Regions from separate parts of the Drosophila melanogaster genome. Here region 2 is linked to region 1. The links are chromatin contacts, called in public Hi-C maps. All regions are on one chromosome and are shown on one strand. The core of a region is the stretch at or near the end of the contact, and the rest is flanking DNA. Distances in the headings are between cores, read along the strand shown.

The links. Hi-C and Micro-C count contacts between places; a contact is called where the count stands out from the background.
Region 2: a Hi-C map of the Kc167 cell line shows a contact between it and region 1, with 2.8 times the contacts expected there. A contact is called at or near these places in 20 of 107 Hi-C or Micro-C datasets (the D17-c3 cell line, the Kc167 cell line, the ML-DmBG3-c2 cell line and 6 more).

The regions. Positions count from the first base shown.
Region 1 is chr3R:5,355,961-5,361,248 of dm6, reverse strand. It overlaps Prosbeta7 (Proteasome beta7 subunit), which reads left to right and starts at 2,885. Exons shown (of 3, transcript NM_141272.1): 1 at 2,885-3,325; 2 at 3,393-3,894; 3 at 3,966-4,237. The coding sequence starts at 3,174. The coding sequence ends at 4,118. It overlaps Cerk (Ceramide kinase), which reads left to right. Exons shown (of 4, transcript NM_169050.2): 2 at 1-1,270; 3 at 1,699-1,901; 4 at 1,962-2,376. The coding sequence ends at 2,091. CG1161 reads right to left here. Exons shown (of 5, transcript NM_141271.3): 4 at 5,121-5,246; 5 at 4,501-4,824. The coding sequence ends at 4,669.
Region 2 is chr3R:5,390,749-5,396,036 of dm6, reverse strand. It overlaps CG1172, which reads right to left and starts at 2,115. Exons shown (of 5, transcript NM_001275351.2): 1 at 1,935-2,115; 2 at 1,644-1,806; 3 at 1,310-1,559; 4 at 274-514; 5 at 1-30. The coding sequence starts at 1,728. kkv (krotzkopf verkehrt) reads left to right here and starts at 3,171. Exons shown (of 11, transcript NM_206430.3): 1 at 3,171-3,250.

The DNA.
Region 1 (5,288 bases), core at 1,636-4,135:
CATGAGGCTGAGCAAGTCCCAAACGGATTGCAATCGGTGGGAGCTAAGGAGACTCACCTTCTTCAACTCGGATCCCTACATAGTGAGGCAGTGGGACCAGGAGCTGCAAATCCGTCTGCATAGCTCCTCCCCCACCCGGATGCGAGTGCGCCGCCTTTTGGTCTTTATAAACCCCTATGGAGGTCGCAAGGCGGGAGCTCAGACCTATGAGCGCCATGTGAGACCTATTTTCCAGCTTGCCGGCGTAGACGCCACGTGTATCACCACTCAGAGGGCAAACCAAGTGAAGGACATACTTCTGAGCCATGATCTGGGAGTATACGATGCGGTTTGCTGTGTCGGAGGCGATGGCACCGTAGCAGAGGTCATCAACGGACTGATATTCCGTCAAATGCGAGAGTTGGGACTGGACGAACAGCGGCCACCATACATTCCAAGACCGGCTCTGCCAGTGGGTGTGATTCCCGCTGGCAGCACCGACACCATTGCGTATAGTATGCACGGCACGGCGGATGTGAGGACAGCGGCTATCCATGTGATTCTGGGCCAGCATCGGGGATTGGATGTGTGCAGTGTGAGCAATGGGCAGTCCCTGCTCAGATTCTGTGCCAGTGTCCTGAGCTACGGGTACCTGGGCGATGTGGCAGCCCAGAGCGAGAACTACCGCTGGATGGGACCGCGCCGGTACGAGTACAGTGGCGTCAAGGCCTTCCTGAATAATCGCGGCTATGACGCCGAACTGAGAATGTTAGAAGAGCCCGATCTTCTACTGACCACGCCGCTGGAGGACATTCCGCAGAGTCCGGATAGTGTGTGCTCGCTGGGAGAGTCAGTGCCATCCGTCTGCTATGCCAATTGCCAGCGCTGCAGCTTCGCCAGCAGCATACAGGAACAGCGATCCTCATTGTTCATCCAAGAGGAATCTAAAGAGGCAGAGCGCAATCAGCAGGTAGAAACAGAGGACTCTCATCTAGCCGCCAGTGAAGCAGCACTCCTGAGGCCTCGTCCGCGTCCAGGCAATCTTCGATTGCCCACTGGCTCCATTTCATCAATGAGGAACCTCGGCAACGATCAGTGGAAGGTTGTGCGGGGCAATTTCTTTATGATCTGCGGCGCGAACATAACCTGCGCCTGCGCCAGGAGTCCCAATGGCATCTCCCGTTACAGTCATCTGGGTGATGGTTGCCTGGACCTGATTCTCGTGAAAAAGACCTCACTGCTCAACAACGTGCGTTTTCTGCTCAACACGGCGGGCAGAAGTGGTGATATTGTGAGTACTAACTATTACAACTATTCAACTTTCACATCCAAAAGAACACCTTTCCTATAAGAGGCGTCCATTTCCTTTGAAATAACATTTCCATAACATTTTAACTGCATCTTTAATTGCCAAATCCCCTAAGCCTACAAGCTGAGCTTAGTGCTTTCTATCCTAAAAGCCAAAAACCCAAAACCGAACCCCATCTAGCTCGGATTGAAGCGAGGGAAATCTGTGACAGAAAGGTTATTTTACGAAGATCTACTAGCCGCTCTGGTGGCATCCATATAAAGTATATACTTGACCAGTTTCAACAATATAATGTTTTATCTAGTGAATGCGATGGTATCTTTTACTGTAAAAATATAAATGAAAAATAAAAGGATACAATTAAATTTTGTAGAAAACAATAAATATTTAAAAACATTTTCCCATTGCAGCGCAATTTGCCTTTTGTAGAGGTATATCGCACAAGGGAATTCCGGTTCAGAACTTTTTCTGCCAGCGAGGAGGACTACAGCTTGGCAGGGTCTTGTCAGCCGATTACACCGCCTGAAGAAATGACCGCCCACTCCTCCTCGACGGAGTTTTCCAGCTGGAACTGTGATGGAGAGGTGGTGACCGACCTGGACATAACCATGCGGTGAGTTGGTTGTACCTTTAACTTCAATAAATCGCTTATTAACCGTTCCGTATCTGGCAGATCGCATTGTCAGCTCATCGAGGTCTTCATGCGGGGTCCCCATTCCTACAGCAAGCCCCTCAAGGGCGGCACCACGCCCACAACCCCAGCTAGCTCTAGCGACAATGTTTACTGCTGCTGCAAGGACTAGAAGCTTTAACCCCATAGAATTAGCATCAATCGTTGGCCGTGACATGTAGCTCTTAGTTTTGCGTAGGGTATCCTTATTCGTATATGTATCGTGTTAAAGAGCGGGTCTCCCCGTCATTGTTTTTAGCATAGCTCAATAAAGCAACTGATATTATCGACTGTATTATGGCATCTGAAAGATGCGGCAGCAACCTAAACATTCCCCTCGGAAGCATTATGCACATACCTATATATTTACAAATTGTGTACTGGTATACTGGCAATAAAAATGTATTTATATGTCTTCAAATTTATAATTCTTTATTATTAATTTATATGATCAAATGTTATGATAAAAAACTTCGTTGGGTTCCCAAAAACAACAATCCGGAACATGTGCGTTTTTCCCACCAATATGAATAAAAGCAGAAGTTTTAGCAAAAGAACCTTATTCCGCTTAAAAAGCTATGGAGAATCGTGTTCGAAGGGAGAGAAGGGAGATATTGGATTTGTAGATTGACCAGGATAATTTCCAAACGTCATTTACATTTATTGCTCTCGATTCTTATACTTTAATGACCATTGAACGGCTTAAAATGAAGTAAAGCAAATGGTCATTATATATTAACTAAACATATATTTAGTTTCAAGGAGTAGTAAATACCGTAGAAGCAACGGGTATACATGAGTCTTAATCCTAATTGAGTGAAAAGTTCTTTAATTTCTTATCTTTCTTCTCCTTGATTTGTATTATCAACGAGGATTATAAAGACAAAAGTAAAAAAACAAATTCAGTATAGGCAGCGTGGTGTTAACTGTTTTACATTACTTTTAACATCAACATCTAATAAAATGTTAAAAAGTTCACAATTAAACTTCAAATTAATTTAATTTAACACATGTAAAACGGTGTGACCAAGCTAATAGTGGATTCATCTTTGGTATGTCTGGTATTTTTAGCTACCGGTTGCCGATACTGGTATTGCCGCCCGCCTAAAGTCTGTTCACACTGCGCTGACTCTTGATTTTATTTGTGCCCGTCATTCTCCGGCAGCGACAAACATTTCAAAGTCTCGCGTTATTCCAGTCTCCGAATAAATTAGCATGTTGAACAACTACAACAGCCTAGCGCAGCCCATGTGGCAGAACGGACCCGCTCCCGGCGAGTTCTACAACTTCACGGGCGGACAGACGCCGGTCCAGCAGCTACCGCGGGAGCTGACCACAATGGGACCCTATGGAACCAAGCACAGCACGTAGGAACTGCGGATATGTTTATATGCAGATGTACCACTTGTTTACACTCCTTTTACTATTCCGCAGTGCTTCCAGCACCACGGGCACTTCCGTGCTTGGCATTCGCTATGATTCAGGAGTGATGCTGGCCGCCGACACCCTGGTGTCTTACGGATCCATGGCCCGCTACCAAAACATTGAGCGCGTCTTTAAGGTCAACAAGAACATCCTGCTCGGCGGGAGCGGCGACTTCGCTGACATCCAGTCCATCAAGCGCAACATCGACCAGAAGATGATCGAGGACCAGTGCTGCGACGACAACATCGAGATGAAGCCCAAGTCCTTGGCCAGTTGGATGACCCGTGTGCTCTACAACCGTCGTTCGCGGATGAACCCCCTCTACATTGACGTGGTTGTCGGCGGCGTGGACAACGAGGGGACTCCGTACCTGGCCAACGTGGATCTCCGTGGACGATCCTACGAGGACTACGTGGTGGCCACTGGTTTTGCCCGCCATTTGGCCGTTCCGCTGGTCCGTGAGAAGAAGCCCAAGGACAGGGACTTTACCGCCGTAGAAGCTTCCGAACTGGTAAGGAATTTCGAACTCTGATGGGGGGACTCTTCATTATTTAACTACCCTACCATTTTCTTATATTCTAGATCCGCACATGCATGGAGGTGCTTTACTACCGCGATACTCGTAATATTTCCCAATACACTGTGGGCGTGTGCAGCGTCAACGGATGCGGCGTGGAGGGGCCCTTCCAAGTTAACGAAAACTGGACATTCGCCGAAACCATAAAGGGATACTAGAGCCTCCGATTCTGAATGAACTTAGTTTAGGTCTAGCTCGGCGGTTTTGCATTAAAAAAAAACACTTGTCTAAGGATATGTGGTTACATGATTTATTAAAAATAAATGTGGCTGAAAATAATACGTTTAAAGTTATGGTTATTGTGTGATAGAAACTATCTTCGAGTTATTCTTTCGTTAATCTCTACTGATGGAATCAAAAAGTAGGCGTCAAACTAAGAAGCCCAAGGGAGTTTCCAAATCTAACTTGGACTCACCATTACGGTCTTACGTTCCTTATTTTCCCAAATTATAACCATCAATTATCATTAAAAGTTTTATTTTAGTGGATTTGTTGGTTATTCCTCCCGGCATTCAACTTATTAATTAATATGCAAACACTCCTGACAAACATATTTTGGTTTATTTTAATTAACATAAAATCTGGCTAAATATACAGATAATCAATTTGATCCAAAGGGGAATTTCGCAAAGGATAACTGCTTGGAATACGTGTCTTAAGTCGCCCATGCGCCTCCTAATCTCCGCCAGCTGCAAACCGAACCCCTTGTTAGTTTAGCATGGTATGCCTGTCGTAGATGTGGCGTCTCTGCTCGCGCACCTGCCGCTTCCACTTGTCCTGCTGGTGGCCCACACGATTGAGGACATTGGCTCTGGCACTGAGCTCCTGGTTGTTGACGGCTGGCAGGGGCGGCGTTGGTTCATCCTGGTTAGAAAAGGGTGGAAAAATGTGGAATTAGTCGAGGTGATCCAAGATCTGGCCGTGTTAGTTACTGTCTTAATGAAGTGACGGTGTGGGTTAGAAAGTCAACAAAATCTATAACGCAAAATGAAACAAAGGTGGTTGTGGAAATTAAAATCTATTCAAAAGAGTGGTGCTTCTTTATTGCCAACTAGTTGAGCCGCTTCGGCATCAACATCGTCATCTTCATCATCTTCGCCTTGGGCTGTAACTAGGAGGCTATACTGAATGCCCTTGTATCTAGAAAGCTTGTTATGTACATCTTCGTTGGTGTGCTCCTGGTAGTTCGCCTTCACTCGCTTGTTCAGCAACGGGTCCAGGCACATCAGGAAGAGCATGTATATTACTAAAATGGAGATGATCCAAATCACAATAATGACCACGACCTGGATGGGGGAGAGAGCTGGTTAAGTACGGACGGCTTTTGA
Region 2 (5,288 bases), core at 866-3,365, 36 kb before region 1:
CTGGCAGCAGGCGTCGACACCCTCCGCGGCCTGAAAAGTTGAAGTATATTAATAATGCTGCTAGTTATTGCACAGTAAAACTAAAATGTTTTGATATTTTAATCATGCTAATCCGGAGCCTATAGATTAGATCCACTCGATTAGTTAATTTAACAAAAAATCGTTAGTTCTGTAACTCCATCGGTTTTTTCGTTACAAGCTCAATACATCGTTGTGCTCAACAAGTACAGAACATTTCTTTATTAGTGGTAATCGATAAATGGCTGGACTCACCTGAAGCTTTTTCTTGCACTGCCCCACGGTGTCCTTGGAGTAAACGGGTAGTTTAACATCAGTCATGGTCGATGATATGCGCAGCTTCAAGAAGATATCGGTGCCGCCATCCACGGGCTCAGAGTATTCGGCAGGCGAGTCGCGCCCGTTCTCCTCCTTTACGATATTTATGGGATATGACAGACAGTAGATGGGCACTTTGTACTGGGTGCCCAGCTCATCGTAGCATTCTGTAAGGTAGCTGTGGAAAAGCACAACAGTGATCAGTAACCAGGTGGGCCTACTATCATTATCTTATCGTAAATCCCCACCCAGCCCGAAAACTATTCGCTCAATGGAACCTAATGCTAATGATTTAATGCCAAGTGGGCCAAGTCTGATAAGGGATTAGATAATGGCGGAATTACGTAGGGAACCCTCTTCAAGGACACTGATGCACGCATGCAATGCCGAAAGTGTTGGAAAAGGTCAGCGCTGCATTTAAATAAATGTGGTCTCCAGTCCGAGGCGAGTGCCAGTGTCAGTCAAAAATCGATGTATAATAAAAACGTTAGCGCGGGGAAGTTCAGTCGCAGGGTCGACGGGTCAAATACTCTATGCAGGAAGTACTTAATAATTAATCCGATTTAAATAACGGAAGCATGATAAATAAATAGTCCGCAGGGAATCCTTTTTAATATAATCATTTAACATTCATTTTGAATCAATATAATTATCATTTGAATAGTGCGTACTTCGTAATTTTGTTCCGTTTCTGATTCCCACGACGCATCACTTATTTATGATACCCCTGTGGTGTCCGGCAAAGGACACTTGCAAATCGCTGTCATGCATTAATGGAGTTATGGCCATGCGAAATCACTGTATACATTATTGATTTTCTGCCCAATGGGGCAACTCGCATTAGAAACTATCGAACTCGTTGTACAAATTCTTGGTACGCGTATGTCAATTACCACAGTCTATAGACTAATTACTACTTGATTTTAAGTAACATATATTTGTCCATGGGTCACATTTGTTAGGAGCAACTCACCCATTGGGAACCGACACGTTAGCCCCATCCAGGATGGCCTGGGCCATCTGAAAGTCAAGACCCTCGGCCGCGGTGGTTGCCGCCCGTAGCGCATCCCAGATCTCCTTGCGACCGTCGAAGGCCGGCGCAGTATCCCAGAACTCGTCCCGCTTGGACCGCAGCTGACCCTCGGTCAGTGGCACGTCGGACCGCCACCTGATAGTCTCGTGGCAAAGCGGTCGGTTCTTGCGCGCCGCACCCATGGCAATGCCTGCATGGGATGAGGGGGGATGAGTATAAGATATTGCCTATTGCTATACAGAAAGTGTCAATGCATATATCGAAGGCCACTCACCTGCACTGGCCGGACGCGAGATGCTCGCAGAGGAGACGCTCATCGTCTCGTTGTCGGGGTTCATGCGACATACACAGGCGCCCATTGTCACGCTCAGCTGCACTGCACTGCTCCGCACTCCAATCCACTCCGCTCCGTTCAGGTCAGCTCCGGTAAGAAGGATCTACGGGCAAACCGACATATATACATGACACATAGTGTACATGCACTCATCGAAGGGTCACGTTCGTACGCCAGTTCCGGAAGGTCGGAATTTGGGTTTCTCGGTGCCTGACATTATCCGATACTCACCTCCGCCCGCACAGCCGCCTTGTTTGCCTGCTTGTCTATACTAGGTGCGCCTTATTTTGGGACTCAGTTATCGGTCGGTCGGCTGTTTATTTCTATTATTGTTACTTAAATTGCCCTCTCCTTTTTATTTTATGAACACGACCAGTGTGACCGCAGCCACAGCAACAAAATACCTCGAACAACCGGCAAATGACACTAAAATACAACATAGATGTCTGCAATATACCGGATATAATAGGTTTTTGGTATTTGCCCTCATTTGGATAAAATATGCATATCGATATTGTTATCGATATATTTCTGCCTCAATGACGTTCAAAATTTTTCATTTGAATATTACGATCTTAAATAATTACTTGGCGGTCTATATTTAAAGACACCATTGTAATGCTATAGTATATTATCTAGTTTATTTTAAATTATATTTTCTCGATAAGTGTCGATATATAGTAATCAAATGATTTTATGGTGTTTAAAAAATAAATAGTTTAAATACCTCTTCAGTACAACAAGGTTGAAAATCAAATACAAGACATCAGAAGAATATGTTTTTCAAGCCAAAAGCAAGTCGTTTCAGCGAATTATTACCGTTTTAAGGTCCTCCGATGTTGCGCATGCTCTAAACGGCTTTCCAGCCAACAACAACGGTAAATGCAACTGAATGTAATCGTCCAGTGCTTCCAGTTGCAGAGCGCTCTGAGATTCTTCGCTCTTTGATCGGAATATATATAGGAGTAGCTTTAATAAAATACGCCTGCAGAAAGCGGCTAAGAGGTAAAACAAGACGACCTCGAGCAAAGTTGTCGCAAAAATAAACGAAATAAAGGCATGCAAACTAAAATCCAACAGACATGCAGTGTGGGAAGGAGTGTATAAACTGCAGAAAAAGTTGTTGATAACTCGAGGAAATAACATTATTGAATCGAAATATTTAAAATTGTATGTATCATAGAAATGTTAAATCAAATTTATAAATATCCATTTTCCGTTTGAGATTTTGCAATAAAGCATTTAATTTCTAGGAAAACTTTCTCTTCTGTTTAAGAGAAAGGATATTCACTAGCAAATGCGCAATTATTTCGAGAACCCGCTACCGAAACGGGAAAAAACAGGCGGCTTTGGTGACAAAAACAGAATAACAAGCTAAAGCGCTCATAAAAATTCACTTCCAGCGGCAGCGCAGCGACTGCGAAGTCGGCAGCGGTCGCTTCCAGTGGCAAAAACGAAAGACTTCAATTCAGTTTAGCGAAGACAACGAACCCGAAAAGAGCTGCGCGGACGGCAGCGAAAAAGAGAGAGAAACGTCTTAAAAAACGGTACGTGCGCGCATGCGTGTGTGTCTGTGTGTGGGCAAATGCGAGCGTGTTTGTGTGTTTGGGCCAAAAGTTTAGTGCAGCAACAGAAACAACTACCAACACACGGGCAAAGAGAAAAAGTTAATGAAAAGAAATCAAATATGAAATGAAGTTGTCAAAGCAGTGGGCCACGCAGGCGAATCCGCTAGCAGAAAAGGAAGAGAAAGGAAGTTGGCCAAGTCCCTAATCCGCGTGTGAAAAGTGCCTCTGTGTGGAACTCTACTGTTCTTATAGCCAAAAAAATCGTAGATACCTTCACCTGGCCAAGTGGCTCACTCTCGCCTTCTGCGGAAGACAATCGCCCATTGGGTTGACTTTTCCATTGTGCCATTTCATCGCCGTCATCCGATCGCAAGAAAGCAACGGTATAATTCTCATACCACAAAAGCACACTCGTTCAAAGCCATACATACATACATATGTATGTATATGCATGTGAAAGTTACGGATCTCTTTCTATTCCGCTGCCAGCCTCTCGCTTTTCATTTTTTTCTTCTTCTGCGGCTGCTTCTGCTACTAACGGGTTTTATTAGCAACACTTTTGCTTTTTACAGGCTGCATCAAATCTGGCTACTTAGCATTTTGGCGGAGCTGGAAACAATTTGCGTTGTTTGCGGATTCGAAAACCCGTTCGCCGAAATAAAGCAACACACCCAAAATTCAGCAACTTGTTCTATAAATTATGATTAAATTAGTCAGCAGAGGAGAGTCAGTGCCAAGATTTCTGGGCTGCGCAATGGTTTTTGGAGGCTTTCACAGGGAATTACCTGCGGGAAAGGTCACCTAGCGAGGGTTTTCACCTGGCTCAGCCGAGTACGTCTACTCATCCGCTTGGCATTTCCAGCGAGATGCACTCAGGCTTTGAGATTCTGTCTTCAAGGCTCCAGTCTCGAGGTCTCTTCTCTCGATTTTTCTCCCGCAGCTTGGTCATTTGAATTTCGCTCACATTCTTCCACTGGCGCGTTGCCAAACAAAAGGCTTAGCAAATAGTCAATGTTGATTTGATGTAGCAGGTAACTGTTGTTTGGAGTATTCAATTGCAGAGGTACGCCAGACCAACAACTTCAAAGTCAATGCCAAAGCGGTTTGATCGAACTGTTTTTAAAAAACTAGTCTTAAATCTTTGAAAGAACGTTTTTGCATTGAGCGGGCTATAACTTTTCTTTAACATGCCTTAAATGCCTTTAAATTCCAAGTTTCAAAGTGCTTATGACCAAAATAAGTGTGTCATTAAACATGACAACTCATCGATGAATGAATAAGTCTTCCAAAACCCAAAATAAACCCATCAATGGTCGCTCAAATTAAAGCCCGAACAAAAGACAAATCATTCGCAGGTCTGAAGGGAAACCAAAAAAAAAAAAAGAAAAACCCAAAAATGAAGTGCCAGTTCCGATTCAACTCACTCATTACGTAAAATCCAAATATTAAGCTCTTTTGTGACTCATTTCCCACAATCAAAATACCACGATTCAATCTTGAGCATCATTATTGAAAAAATAGTCAAGTTTTCTGCAACTGAACGCCTTTTGTTTGGTTACGGTAAAGTTGGGTAGAAAATAATTTACCGAAATCCGAGTGATTCACTTCAAGTCGAAAAAGTTTTTTATATTTGCAAGAATGCAACGGTAAAACAGTTTGCAGACAAACAGGATACCAAACGGTGAAAGAACTGTAAATTAAATGAGCTGACCAAAAATATATATACATATATACAAAAATAAATAAATGTATGTATCTGAAATGTGATGATTTAACTAATCCTCTAAAGAAATATTGACTGTTTGTTGAAAAATATTTGAAACTTCAAATTTTCAATAGTTTCGAATGTTTTATCATTCAAACTTAGCATTTATTATCGGCTCAATGTTAAGTGCAAATTGTTAAACAATGAAAATGTGATAACCAAAACTTTACAAATTATCCAGTGCTCAAATCGACGGAGTAAGCTCTCCCAAGCTCGATTGGCGATCTTTCGAGCTGGGTGCTAGCTGCTAGG